Linked DNA regions of Mus musculus: regions 1 and 3 are each linked to region 2. A link is a contact called in public promoter capture Hi-C data. All regions are on one chromosome and are shown on one strand. The core of a region is the stretch at or near the end of the contact, and the rest is flanking DNA. Distances in the headings are between cores, read along the strand shown.

Region 1 (4,257 bases), core at 485-2,984, 230 kb before region 2:
TTATTGTGTTTATGAAATAAGACCTTCTATCCAAATTGCCAAGGATTTTTCAAAGTCCAGCCTAGTGATGCATGCCTGTAATCTCACTACTGAGACACTGTAAGAAGAATAGTGCAAAATATGAGGCTATCCTGAGCTACATAGTTATCTCTGAGAAAGAGAAAGGAAAAATGGTGAGTGTGTGTTTTCACAAAGAAAGGTTGTCTCTTAAAAACTGTGCTTTAAAATCATATTGCAACCAATCAACAGTGGCACATGCCTTTCATGCCTGCACTCAAGAGGCAGAGACAGGTGAATCTCTCTGAGTTCGGGGCCAGCCCGGTCTATGAGTTCCAGGATAGCCAGGGCTACACAGAGAAACCCTTTCTTGAAAACCAAACAATAAAACTGTGTTGCTGATTTTGATCTTCCTAAGATTAACCAATCAACATGTGTTCTAGACACTTTCTATTGTGTAGGTCATAATACTTTCCATAGAAGCTGAAACTAGACTCTTAAACCAAAATAGTGAGAGCTGGGGTGGGAAACACGGTGCCTCTCCAGACTTAGAGCAGAGCATGAAGCTCCTGCCTAGGGAAGTGAAATGTAAGAATGAATGTGTCCAGAAGCTGATGCTATTTGTGTCAGTCCCACTCACTTTTCCTGAACCACCATGTAAAATTCACTTTCAGAGAAACATGTTCTCTACAAGTACACACCCAAACTCGGCGTTTTCTTCCCATGGCATGACACTGCAGGGTCCTACTCAGTGACTCTCCCTGCTTTGCACAGCTTTGGCCGGTTTCTGTGTAGAAAGTAGATTCATCCCCATCTCTGTCCCAAAGCCCACTGCTCATATTCATCATGTGTAGAGCATGCACAGTTCTCACACCGACTTTATCTCTTCTTTCACTGGATGGGAAAGCACAGATCCTGTCTGTTCTCTCTATGTCATCATCTCAGGCACTTTACACATAGTAGGTCTGTTTCTCAAATTAGATTTCCTTAATTTAGCTTACAGAAAAGCTTCATTCTTCTTAACAGAAACTTAATTCCAAAGACACACTGTAATATTTCCAAAAATGTTTTGTTGAAAATACAGTGCTAAAGATTTGGTTCCATACACATGAAGAAATGGTCCTAAATGAAGCATGTTCACAACTGGTTTCTTTACTATGTTCCTGACTCATTGAGTTCTATCACTGCCTAACACGTAATGGGTTTCAACAAAATTCACACACACACACACACACACACACACACACACATTCACATACACACACAAACACACACACAGTTACTTCTCACCTTTAATCATTTAACCCCTTTAATCATTTAACCCCAAAGCCATTCTTACAAAGACTAAGAATGTGACAAAATAAGCTTTAAGACACACAGACTATTCTCTCATTAGTAACCAAGATTGAAATAAAATTTTATGGTGTGTTTATTCTTCTAAACCCTGGTGCCTAATGAAGTTACTGTAAGTGATTGCTCAAACTAAGCACACTTCACTAGATGCAAGCTCCAAGGTGTTCAGTTGTTAAAAACTGACTGTGCGAAACAGGACACTTCTTCACAAACTTCCCGAAAGCATACACGTCAACCCACCGTGCCCTCATTCCCACTGATGCTCAGAAAAGTTGCAGTCATCAAAACCTTCACTGTCGATATTTTGGGAAATACTATTTTGATTCTTAGCTTCCTACCTCCTGTGCGAGGTCCCCTTCGTCGGTCATGTCAACTGTTTCTTACATAAATCAGCCGTGGCATCCACACTCCCTTCAGCAATGGCTTCAGGGTGCATTTATATGTAGACTTCTTACAAAGGCAGTGAATGATGAATTCCAGGAGGTTCTTTCCAGGGGGATCCAGCAGGTAATAAAAGATAAACACAGACTCTGTCATGCCCAAGGCACAGGATATGAGCCATGCCCTAGAATAGCCCAGCAGCAAATGCTCATTTATGCCTGACTCCCTGCAAACAAAGGGACACAAAGCTTAAAACTGTGTGACTTTTTTATTTCCCCTCCAACCTATTGATTCTTTGTTATGTAACAGTCGTGTTCTGGAATTAAATCTATTGTAATAATCAGGTGGAGAAACATTTTTTAGACAGCTGTGTTATCAAAGCCACAGACAAAAATACAAATAGAAAAACCAGGGCTCTGAAAGACATAGATTTGTACCATGCTTGTAATTCACATACTTTCTTTCCATGGTAGGGACCTTTTTGCCTCCAGGTTATGCTGACCCTTCATTCTATCACTATACTAAGGTATCTTTCTTTAGCCTTTCTAACACATCCCAGGCCATCCTCATTATCCTCATTGAAGAAGTCTGCAGCAACCCAAGCTCCACCAGAATCAATGGGGAGCACTTTCTCTAGAAGACTCAAGAGGGTAGAAATCCCATTTCCTCCATACCCCAACCACAACTACAGGTTGCTAGAACAAACAGAGAGAGTTTCTTCTGAATCAAGCCAAAGGCACCAGTGAGCGAGCATACAGAACTACAGCTGGGTACTGCTCTCCAGGTCTTCTGGGCTGGCAAAGCCTCTGCCATTCAGTCAGGCCAGAATCTGGCTTCAAAGGTCCCGTTTCATCAGAACAATGACCACTGTTCTTGTTTGTATTGCATGGCCCTGTGCTTGCCTGCTGGCAATGCCTGTGTTCTGTGCTGGCCACTCGGCATTTGGTCTTCATTTAGACCTAGCATTGAAACAGGTGCTCACTTGGAACAGCATCCTGAATGCCTTCCCCTACCTTATCTCCCCAAGAAAAATATTCCCCATCCCTTAGAGTGTTGACTTAACAGTGTGGCCTTGATCTCCTCCTGAACTGAGGTATTGCATTTTTATCATGCCTTGGGCCAGAGCCTCGCCTAGACTTCTTGTCAATTGTCTTCTCTTAGAATTATTCCTTCCAGGAACCAGAATAGGTGTCATTATTTCATAGAAAAATGTCTGCGAAAAACTCTGAGATGTCTCTTTATGTCAGAGGACAACTATCAAAGATGGGTTATGTATTAGATATAGTTTTCCATATTAAGCTGCTTACTTGTGGGAATGCACACAACACAGAGCATATGTGGTGTCCAGGGAGTAGCTTGTGGGAATCAGTCCTCGCCTGTGGATCAAAATGGGGTCCAGCGTCCAGCCCACCACAGGGCTAGGGCCACTCACGGAGGCAGACGACATGGTAAGGAGGATTAAGAGGGGGCTGGGGGGCTGGGGAGAAGCAAGGGATCATTGAATCAATTAACTGTTCCATGGGTAGTACAGTCTGAGGGTAATAACATCAGTTTTAAACAGCATTTGATTAATCTAGATAAACATCATATTTTCCTTACTATCATGTAACTTCCCCCAAGTTCAGTAGCCATTTGACTTTGGCAAAAGAGTTCATCTGTAGCTGGAAGGTCCCAAGTCTGTCCTCTATGGGTGGGGTTCAGTGCGTGTCTCTGGATCTCAGCATGTGTCTCAGGAGTCTTCAGTCAGATGAAGTGTCTGAAGGAAGGCAGCTTTGTTGTCTGCAGGTCTCAGGAGATGGAACTGGCTCTGCTGGATCTGTGGCAGCAGGCACTGTCCTTTTCTTTTGTGGGGATAAACCTGTAGGGTAATTACAACAAAGGAACAGACCCCCAGCGTGGGGTATCTGCAGAGGGTGAATAGCAAATGTTAAGCCTGCAATGGTCTGCTTATGATCCTAGAAAAGCAAGGGTGTTTGAGGAATTTAGTCCTGGAAGGCATCCTTTAAGTCTGCTTTAGATGGCTGAGGAAGAAAATATCATGTTAATTATGTATCCATGATAGCCAGTAACAGTTTGTCTGTAAAAGAAAACTGGTTGTTATTTAAGGATTGGAAGATGGTGATCAGCATAGTTGATTTGACCTGTGGAAGTAGATTAGATGACTTTTGAACCTTAAAGGGAATCTTAAACAAGTTGAAAAATTTTTTGGACATACATCACAAATGCTAGGGAGAAAAATAAACATTTAAATAAAGAAGCAACAAAATTTGGGGTTGAAATGCATGAACATTGTTTCAGGTGATCCTTTTCGGAAGAACATTTAAACAAAGTCTGGCACTCCCCTACTATGCAGGTCCCAGGGATCGAACTCAGGTCAACCAGGCCTGGTGGCAGGTGTCTCTACTTGCTGAGCCATCTCACATGCTCACATTTGTAACTTTAATTTTTTCAAAGCTCACTTTTAATGATGGTTCTTAAATACTTTAACCTCCCTTCTAGCCCACCACCCATCATAGGAGTGAAAAA
Region 2 (4,195 bases), core at 1,120-3,619:
GCCTTTAATCTTCCGTGGTGACCTTCCCTGCATTGCTTATCTTCTAGGTAATGTTTTTGATACTTAGCATATGCTGATAAAAGCTCCAAGGACAGGTTTTATTAAGGAGCTTCAAGTGGCCATCTTGTTTGGCAAAAGTGGTTCCCTTCCACTTAGGATTTCTGGAGTCTAATCACTAGATTTTCAAGGTTGTTTTCTTCTTTTAAAGTCTGTTAAATAGAGGTGCTTAATGTGCCAACCACAAGTGGGTAAGTCCTATTGACTTGGTCCACAGGGATCTCCTTGCTCAATGTTGGGATACTTACTCCTGGGATCAGCTTCCAACTATTCAATGACTAGAACAGACACCCTCAGCAAACAAAGAAACCAGCCCAAGACACCAAGTAACAGCAGCTGCCAAAGAGACTCTGACTGCCTTGTGAGAATTGAGTGGACTGACCAACAAGTTTATATCTGGTTTAAGATACATTCTTTCAGCAGCAAAGGATGGAAATCTGTCCCTTTCCAAAATAGGACTGGGTGATAATTCCTTATAAAAGGATAATCCCGGTGGAGACAATTCCCCTTCCTGAGAGCAGAAGCCAATCTTCTAGGGCTCAATGAGGACAGCTAACCAAGTACCATACATCAGCAAATATCGTCAGCAATTACGGGATCTGTGGATTACACAGCTCACAATTTGCATCACGAGTTCTACAAGGAAACCAAGACACTGATTTACCTTTGCTTGCTATTTGCTCAGTTATTTTAGCTCACCAAATTCCCCTTTGGAAAAGGTGTCATTATTTTTGTTTTACAGTGTTGACCAACCTTTGGAATAGGGGAGGCAGATTTAATATGCCTAAGTATGTTATTAATACAAGTTGGCCAAGCTAGTCACTAATTATTCTGCCCATGTTTTTCCAAAGCTTAAGTAACACTTACCCAAAGTCACTGGTCATATGAAAGGTTTTAGTTCTGTAATACTCAATCTGTCTTCGGTTGAGTTTCCTGGTCTGCTCAACTTCACTTTACTGTTCAAAGACTTTTCTTTTAATCTCCCTGCATTTTCTTAGGACTTACATAATTTAATTGTTACCTCACTTTACCTCTATTTGTGAAGGGATCTATGCTTCAAGTTCTTGACTTTAAATGGATCCCTGGCCAAGCAATTTTTAATGACGATGAGTTGCTTTTTGTTGTTGTTGTTGCTGTTATTAAAGGTCTGCCCCCCCCTTTTTTTAATGTACTTACGTTGCTTACAGATTGCATGTTTATAAGACATTTAAGTAACTATGCAAGGAAGTCTCTAAATAGAAGTGCTAATAAATCACAAAATTCGGTACACAATAAGAGAGAGCACAACTTATGATTTCTCCGGCCTAATGTGCAGAAAAACAGGGAACAAAAGGCCTCAGTGTTATTGGAAAGCTGAGTTCTCCAAAGCAGGTAAAGGTCCTGTTTACCTGTCCTAGACAAGCGAGCAGAAAGGGTTTTCAGATAAAAGCTGCCCTTGTATGATCAGAAACAGCTGCACTCAGGCTTCACTTAGAAGCCTAGATTAAAAGGACACTGGAACAGGACTGAAGATCAACAAAAGGGGAAAGCTTAGCTTTTGACGCAAAAACTTACATCAGCCCTTGATAAAGCCGAAGATTCTTAATTTAAAAAGAAAAAGAAAAAAAAAAAGCTTCCCCTTAGCAAAAGCTAACCTTTCATTATCTGAGAATGAGCAGCAGTACAAAGGATGCATGTGATTTCGAAATGCCACAAACGAGCCAACTGCAGTTGCCAGAATCAGCAGTTTAGGGGTGTAACCTAAAAAGAAAGGGGGTGGGGGGAGAAGAAGAAAGGCTAGGAAGCAACTAGGCTTCACGTGCCTCGAAAGAAAAAAAAAAAAAAAAATAGGGACATTTCCTGGGTTCCACCGGCTAATCTCTGCGGAGAGCCTTCCCACACGTGGAAGTGCCCGTGGTGACGAGAATCCCTAGTCCCAGACTAGGGCCGGGCTCTGGAGCGGTGAGTCAGCCGCCCAGCGGTCATGCGACATCAATATGGAGTGATGACGGAGATCCCCGGGCGCAAGGGCCAAGGTAAACCGTTGGCCAGCGCGACAGAGCTATGGCCTCGGGCTACAGGGTTCCGCCCGCCGGAGAGGCGTTCCAAGTTGAGGCGAACTCGCGGCTCTAGCGACCGGAGCGTTTGGTGGCGAGGACCAGCCAGCACACCGCGCCATTCATCAACCGGTTCGCACCGGTGGCGGCTGCCCCGAGTGACGTCTGCGTCCCGGGCCCCGCCTCGAGCCGCAGGCGTCCCGCGCCGTGATTGGCTGCCGCCTGTGCGCACGTCGCGCCGGCTATAAAGGGGCGGACTTGTGACGCAGGGGCGCCTGGGCGCGCGCATTGGCTCTGGGCTGCGGCCGGCTCGGCGACGCTCCTCGGGCAGCTCACTGCATGGTCGTCTGGTGCCCCCGCCGCCTGCATCCCCGCCGCCGCCCCGCGACGCCCACCGCCGCCTGCCCTGCCGCCGCCGCCTGCGCCGCCTCGGGACCGGCTGTATGATTAGGCCACAATCTTCAATGAGTAGACATATTCCTGTGAGTACCGCGGGCCCGGCCTTTGTTAGAGCGAGCGACCGAGGAGGGAAAGGAGGGTGGCCGGGCGACCGAAACGCCGGCGGCGGGGCCCGGACCCGGAGCGACCGGCAGGGCAGCCCAGCGGCTTTGTGCGCGTGCCACCCTGCGGCCTTTGTTCCGAGAAGCCGCGCGGGCGTCGTGGACGTGGCCGGGGCGGGGCGGGGCTGCGGGGGGACCGGGACCGGGCGCCCGGGGCCTCCCAAGATGGCCTCGGTGGCCGCCCGCGCTCGCCACCGTGAACCCGTGATTGCGGACCTCGCGACTGTGCGCGCCGCTCAAGCCCGGGCTTGCCGATCGCCGCCGGGCTTCGGTAGTGGCGACCCGGTCGGCGGAGGGGGACTCTGACTCGGCCCCGAGGCGGGCTGCGCGTGGGGCGGTCCGCTCTTGGGCTGGAGCAACAGGAGCTGCTGGGCAGAACTGCGCGGCTCCTGTTGAGCGAGCAGCCCTGCACCATTCCACCGCTGGCGAGCTGAAATTTCCACGGTGTCGGAACGGTCTGTGCGGTGACCAGAGGTCTGGATTCCGGAGCTTAGGGGTCATGAATCCTATCCTGGCTTGCTTTTTTTAATTATTATTATTATTTTGCTGTTTGCTTCGTGCCGGCTAAAACGGTTGGAAAACCAGAAAATCGCGATCTGTTCCCGGAAGGAAACAGCGCTTGCACACGCGCTAGATTGGGCGCGTTACCTGAAACCTGAGTGTATTTGGAACAGAATTGGATAAAGCAGATGATCCCACAGACTGGTTTGATTCTAGAGTCTGACAGACTGAAGCTAATGCTACACACATACACACACACAAATGATCCTTTTTTTTTTTTTTTTTTTTTTTTGCTTATGGTGCATGCAATTAAAATGGGACGATCTCGTCGTGTATCTTGGCTGCCTATCATGTTGAGGTTTTGCCTGTGAGGGAGTGGGAGGATATTATTAAGAAGGATTTCGGTGGTCTCCACTGTTTTAACAGAAGTGTCCTCCAGCCACTGGGTGGCTCCACTCATTTCAAAGCAGTTCAGGAAAATTTTTTTCTTGCTGCCCTCCAGCTTCCTAATGGAACTCTTTAAAAGCTATATCGGACCTGTGTATGAATGTTCAATAAAGTGCCAAATTAACAAAAACAAGGAAGAAAAAAATTTAGGACCATTTTATATACACGGGCAAAAGATTTTTATATATGCAATATATATACATATGTATGTATTTATATATATATGTATATATATAAATAAATAATATTTTTGAGATTATTGGAGGGAGTCTGCTCTCTGAAGTATTAATCTTTACTGGTAATTTACACTGGGTTTTTTAACGCACTGAATAGATGTACTTTGTGAGGGCACGTGTCGGGAATAAGTTGTCTTGCTTGTGGTACCTCCTAGTAAATAAGAGTTTGGGGGATTAGTTCCTTTGTTTCACTATAAAAATAGTCAGGGAATTTTTGACTGATTTTTTTGTTTGTTTGTTTGTTTTTTTGTTTCAAGATTTTACTTGAGTAGTTTGCTCTGAAGGACAACGGTTGTCATTGAGTGTTCTTGTTACTAAGTGCAACTGCTTTTCTTTCCACCACAAACTGCCTAGAGTA
Region 3 (4,286 bases), core at 1,592-4,091, 200 kb after region 2:
CCAGGCTTCATTGGGTGGAGAGGTCCTTGGTCCTATGATGGCTAGATAGATGCCCCAGTATAGGGGAATTCGAGGGTGAGGAGGTGGGGTGGATGGATGGGGGTAGAGGAACATCCTCGTAGAAGCAGGGGGATGGGGATGGGGTAGAGTGTTTCTTGGAGGTGGGGACCGAGAAAGGGGATAACATTTGAAATATATTTTTGGCTGTGAGCCCAGCCTTTAATGGCTGAGCCATCTCTCCAGCCCACATTTGAAATATAAATAAAGAAAATATCTGATAAAAAATAATCAGGCTTGCAAGCTCACTTGGTTGTCTCTCTATTCTGGTAATGGGAGATCCCAGCATGCTGAACTTCTTTAGAATAAAACATTCTTTGCATTTATGTACTATTTGAGTCTTGGGTATCATGCTTCTGTGAATCAGGAACCCTTACAGTGTATGTATGTACGACCAGTTCTTGGGAGGTAGAAGAGGCAGGAGAATCAGGAATTCAAGGTCATTCTTGGATACATATTTTGTTTGAAGCTAACCTGGGCTACACAAGACCATATTTCAAAACAATATCCAACCAGCCAACTCCTCCAAACCTCCCAACCAAAAAAATCACCACCACCACCATCACCAACAAAAAACAAGCAAATAAGCAATTATCTAGGTATTAGAGTTCATGCCTATTCTTCTAGCATATAAGAGTACGAGGCAAAAGGATTTCTGTTAGTGTGAGGCCAAGTTTGTGCTATATAGTAAGTTTGAGTTAGCCTGGGATAGAGAGTGAGAGGCTAGCTCAAAGACAAACAAACAAACAAAAAGTCACCAAACAAACAAAAGACTGAATATGATTTGCTTCATTGTTCTCAAGCTATGCTGCTGATGGGGTAAACATGTTCATGCAACAAATTGAATTTATTGTCCCTGTAAATAGATGTTGATGGTGTTTTCTGAATTCAGTAAACCCCCAGGTAGCACAAGGATGGGCATAGTTGATCTCTACTTCCTTGCTAATTTAATTTCTGGCTTATCGATTGCTTCTTTTTAGTTTCCTCCTTTAAAAAAATCAACAATGACAACAACTTATTATCAGAGGAGGTGTCCAAAAGAATTTAAAGAGACATTACCAAATGGACCTAGAGAACATAAGGGACAAATATCCCACCCCATCCCCTTCCTCCTTTTGTGCTGTAGACTGAAGGGGAGGAGTTACTAAAGCTGCCGTGGGAGCTTCATAATTGAGCGGACATTTATTGCTAGCACGCCAACCCTTTGTGTCCATATTTGAGATAGTATGGATGATTGTGAAGCGTTTATGTTTTTGAAAGAACAAAACTAAATTTCCATCCAATTTTCCTGCTATTACAATACAAAGACACAGAACGAAGGCATTGTGATGGTTGAAGTAAGTGTGTATTGACGGTTCCACTGGCAAGGACCCAGTGTGATAAGGTCTGAGGGAGAAAGCTGAAGGAGCTATGGATGAACAGTTAAGTAAGTGGGAATATTAGTAAAGTGACAGAAGAAATTTATGGACTTGGAGTCAAAGCAGAGGTGTTGCAGGTTGGTGAACAAGATCCCAATGGATGACCATCTTACATATCCTGAAGTATGGTGGTGTTACATATCAGAACAATATGAATTGAGTAATGTAGGATTACAGAAATATCAACTGCTTTTATAGCATATTCAGTGTTTCTATGTTACAGGATGCCTAGAAATCTGAGATAAACTTTTAAGGGACAGTCTTTTGTTATCTTAAGGTTTGTGTAGACTCTGATAAAACTACCTGTTTTGTGATCTCACCCTTATGTTCTGAACCTCCAAAGCTTTGCAAAGCATTTAGAGCTGGACACAGTCTTAGCCAGGATGTTCCTCCATTTGACTCTGCACGCAAATGGTACCACAGAACATTTGCCTTACAGAATTAAATTATTAAAATGTATGCAATGCAAACTGGCTGTTGCTATGGTGAAACCAAGATGCTGACCTGATTTATAGCCATGCTAAAGAATTGAAGGTGTGGCAAGGTTGACAGTAACAGCAAAGAAAATGCTGAGCTCAGAGCATCCAAGAATGGGGGAGGATGCCTTTCCTATGGCTACACGTAGCATAATTTTTTTTTTATCTCTTGGGCAACAGGCAAATCTGGATCTTTTGTGTAGTCAGAGAGGGGGCCATGAGATAAAGGGTTGGAAATGCCTGCTTGTGAATGCACTTGAATTTGCACAGGACAGGACCACTTGTGCTTTCTGGCAGTGTAGCAACAATGCAGGAAGTGTGTGTGTACAGGATTTCCTCTCCACCTTTCCTTTTAGTCTCAAATCAGCCTCTATGAGATGGAGTTCAGCCCCAAGGCATGATTGCCTGTGCATTTCTTGTATAGATGTGAAAAATGGGAAAGAGGACTGCAAGGATACACACACACACACACACACACACACACACACACACACACACACATCATGTGTATGTATATCATGCACACACATAAACATGTATATATTTGCCATTTCTAACTATGAGCACTGGTTAAATGTGACAGACAGGTTTATCTGTTGGTAAGGTGAGTTACCTTATCTTAAAACAGATGAAACTTAGATGACTTATAGTCCAGGCTGTTTAATTCCACAAAAAATAAGCTTTGATCAACTTGAAATCAGAAGCAGGAAAATCTTCATGATTTCCAGACATTCTGCTATGAATATAGAAGAAATAATGAACATTTATTTATGGGAAAATTGGAAAACGGCCATGTGCTGTCAGTTATGTTTATAAAATGTGGAGTTGAGAGATGCATTGCATTGTAGTCATGGTTACCATCTCAGAGATGCATTGCATTGTAGTCATAGCTACCATCTGAGAGATGCATTACATTGTAGTCATGACTACCATCTGAGAGATGCACTGCATCGTGGTCCTGTCTACCATTTGACAAATCATCTATCAAGAACCTTCTTTCTGACCACTTTGTAGCGGAGTTCTTGAAGTGATAGGCTTGGCTAATTCCTTTCTGTGATACTCCCCTGCCCCATTTCATTTTTCTTTCTTTTTATTACTATTGTTGCACTGTGGATGACATTTATCTCATTTTTCTCATAGAAGAACATCAAGCTGTATTTATGTACCCTTATTTCTATTACAGTTAATAACTGAAGGCTTGTAGCAAACAAGAACTTATTCAGCATGAAATATGAGACAACCTATCATAATTATTGCAGCATGGAACATGCTGGTGACTGATGGAAAACAATGAGCATAAACTACAATGTACATAGATCAGATTTACAGAAAGTTGTGCTTTTTTTTTTTCTGAAAAATTCCATCACAGTATTGAATTTTTAAATGCAGATTACAGGTGAAAATTTTAACTTACTTTCCAAAGAAGTAAACAAGGCTAGCCACCTGCATTCTGTCTAACTTCACTATGATCCAGATAAATCTATGCCCACAGAGTCTTATTAGCTAACCAGGGTTGTCTCTGTACAGAGCACTTTCCAGTTGTGGAAGAATCAATAAACATGTAATATTGATTTCTTTTATAGTACATAGCATCTGGGTAGCGCAGATAGGGATATGAAAGAAATTGAAACATGGCTTGTCTTGATGCAAGTTAAAATTATTCTTTCTGCGAGACAACACCATGAAATTACCACTCCAGTGGGACCTTTATTTCTATGATTCAAAGCAGTGATTATGAATGATCTCAAACTATAGTGTGAAGACTGCAATTGGCATACAGCTTTATGGATGTGCAGTGTATGAAGAAAGGCTGAATTCACCATCTTGTGTGGTGTTGTGTTGGGAGAGAGGAGGTCCAGAGCAGGCACTGCAGGCAAGAGAAAGCTGCAAAAGTGAGCTAGGTCTCAGAACTCACTGCACTGACTCATTACAGACACAATTATACTGAGGATGAGCTGAGTCTGAGGTGGGAGAGAATGTAGGATGGAAAACACACTAAAGGGGACATTTCTCTGGCTGCAGTCATTGCATGAGATTTATGCTTTATGTGTTTTAGATTTTCTATCGTTTGTGCGTTTATTTTAATTCAGTGATATATATATATATATATATATATATATATATATATATATATATATGCTCGTTTCTGATATGTGCCACTTGCTGCATACACAGAACATTGTTCCTGAACTGTGGCTCACTGTTGTTAGGTAACACAATTTAAAAACATGTATCTCCTCTTCCTAAATGTCTGACAAAAATTTTTACTATAACAAGGATCATGTATTTTTGCATTCATTATTTCAAAAATGGTTGGGTAGAGACTTGCTATTGA

Evidence for each region. Promoter capture Hi-C pulls out the DNA fragments that hold promoters and counts their contacts.
Region 1: a contact with region 2 is called in a promoter capture Hi-C map of liver. The contact joins the promoter of Lgsn here to the promoter of Ptp4a1 in region 2. A contact is called at or near these places in 12 of 39 promoter capture datasets (the 3T3-L1 cell line, the C10 cell line, cranial neural crest and 9 more), 6 of 115 datasets of contacts at active chromatin or transcription factors (bone marrow-derived macrophages, embryonic limb bud, embryonic stem cells and 3 more) and 2 of 9 other capture datasets (adipose tissue and embryonic stem cells).
Region 3: a contact with region 2 is called in a promoter capture Hi-C map of hippocampal neurons, with 2.5 times the contacts expected there. The contact joins the enhancer-like site here to the promoter of Ptp4a1 in region 2. A contact is called at or near these places in 3 of 39 promoter capture datasets (the C10 cell line, hippocampal neurons and liver), 7 of 115 datasets of contacts at active chromatin or transcription factors (embryonic forebrain, embryonic stem cells, epiblast stem cells and 1 more) and 2 of 9 other capture datasets (embryonic stem cells and pancreatic islet).

What each region holds. Positions count from the first base shown.
Region 1 is chr1:31,173,912-31,178,168 of GRCm38.p6, reverse strand. Lgsn (lengsin, lens protein with glutamine synthetase domain) reads right to left here and starts at 1,734. Exons shown (of 5, transcript NM_153601.1): 1 at 1,689-1,734. The coding sequence starts at 1,718. All of the region lies in intron 2 of 4931428L18Rik (RIKEN cDNA 4931428L18 gene), which reads left to right.
Region 2 is chr1:30,947,929-30,952,123 of GRCm38.p6, reverse strand. Ptp4a1 (protein tyrosine phosphatase 4a1) reads left to right here and starts at 2,369. Exons shown (of 6, transcript NM_011200.2): 1 at 2,369-2,575. LOC115487084 (a long non-coding RNA gene) reads right to left here and starts at 2,253. Exons shown (of 1, transcript NR_164183.1): 1 at 786-2,253.
Region 3 is chr1:30,749,861-30,754,146 of GRCm38.p6, reverse strand. No RefSeq gene overlaps it. Among named protein-coding and RNA genes, the nearest start is that of Gm39615, 52 kb to the right of the region's middle. Within about 2 kb of position 2,841, at least 11 of the 459 cell types and tissues checked have an H3K27ac peak or open chromatin away from gene starts, as enhancers often do. A contact at or near this core is called in hippocampal neurons, where this site is marked.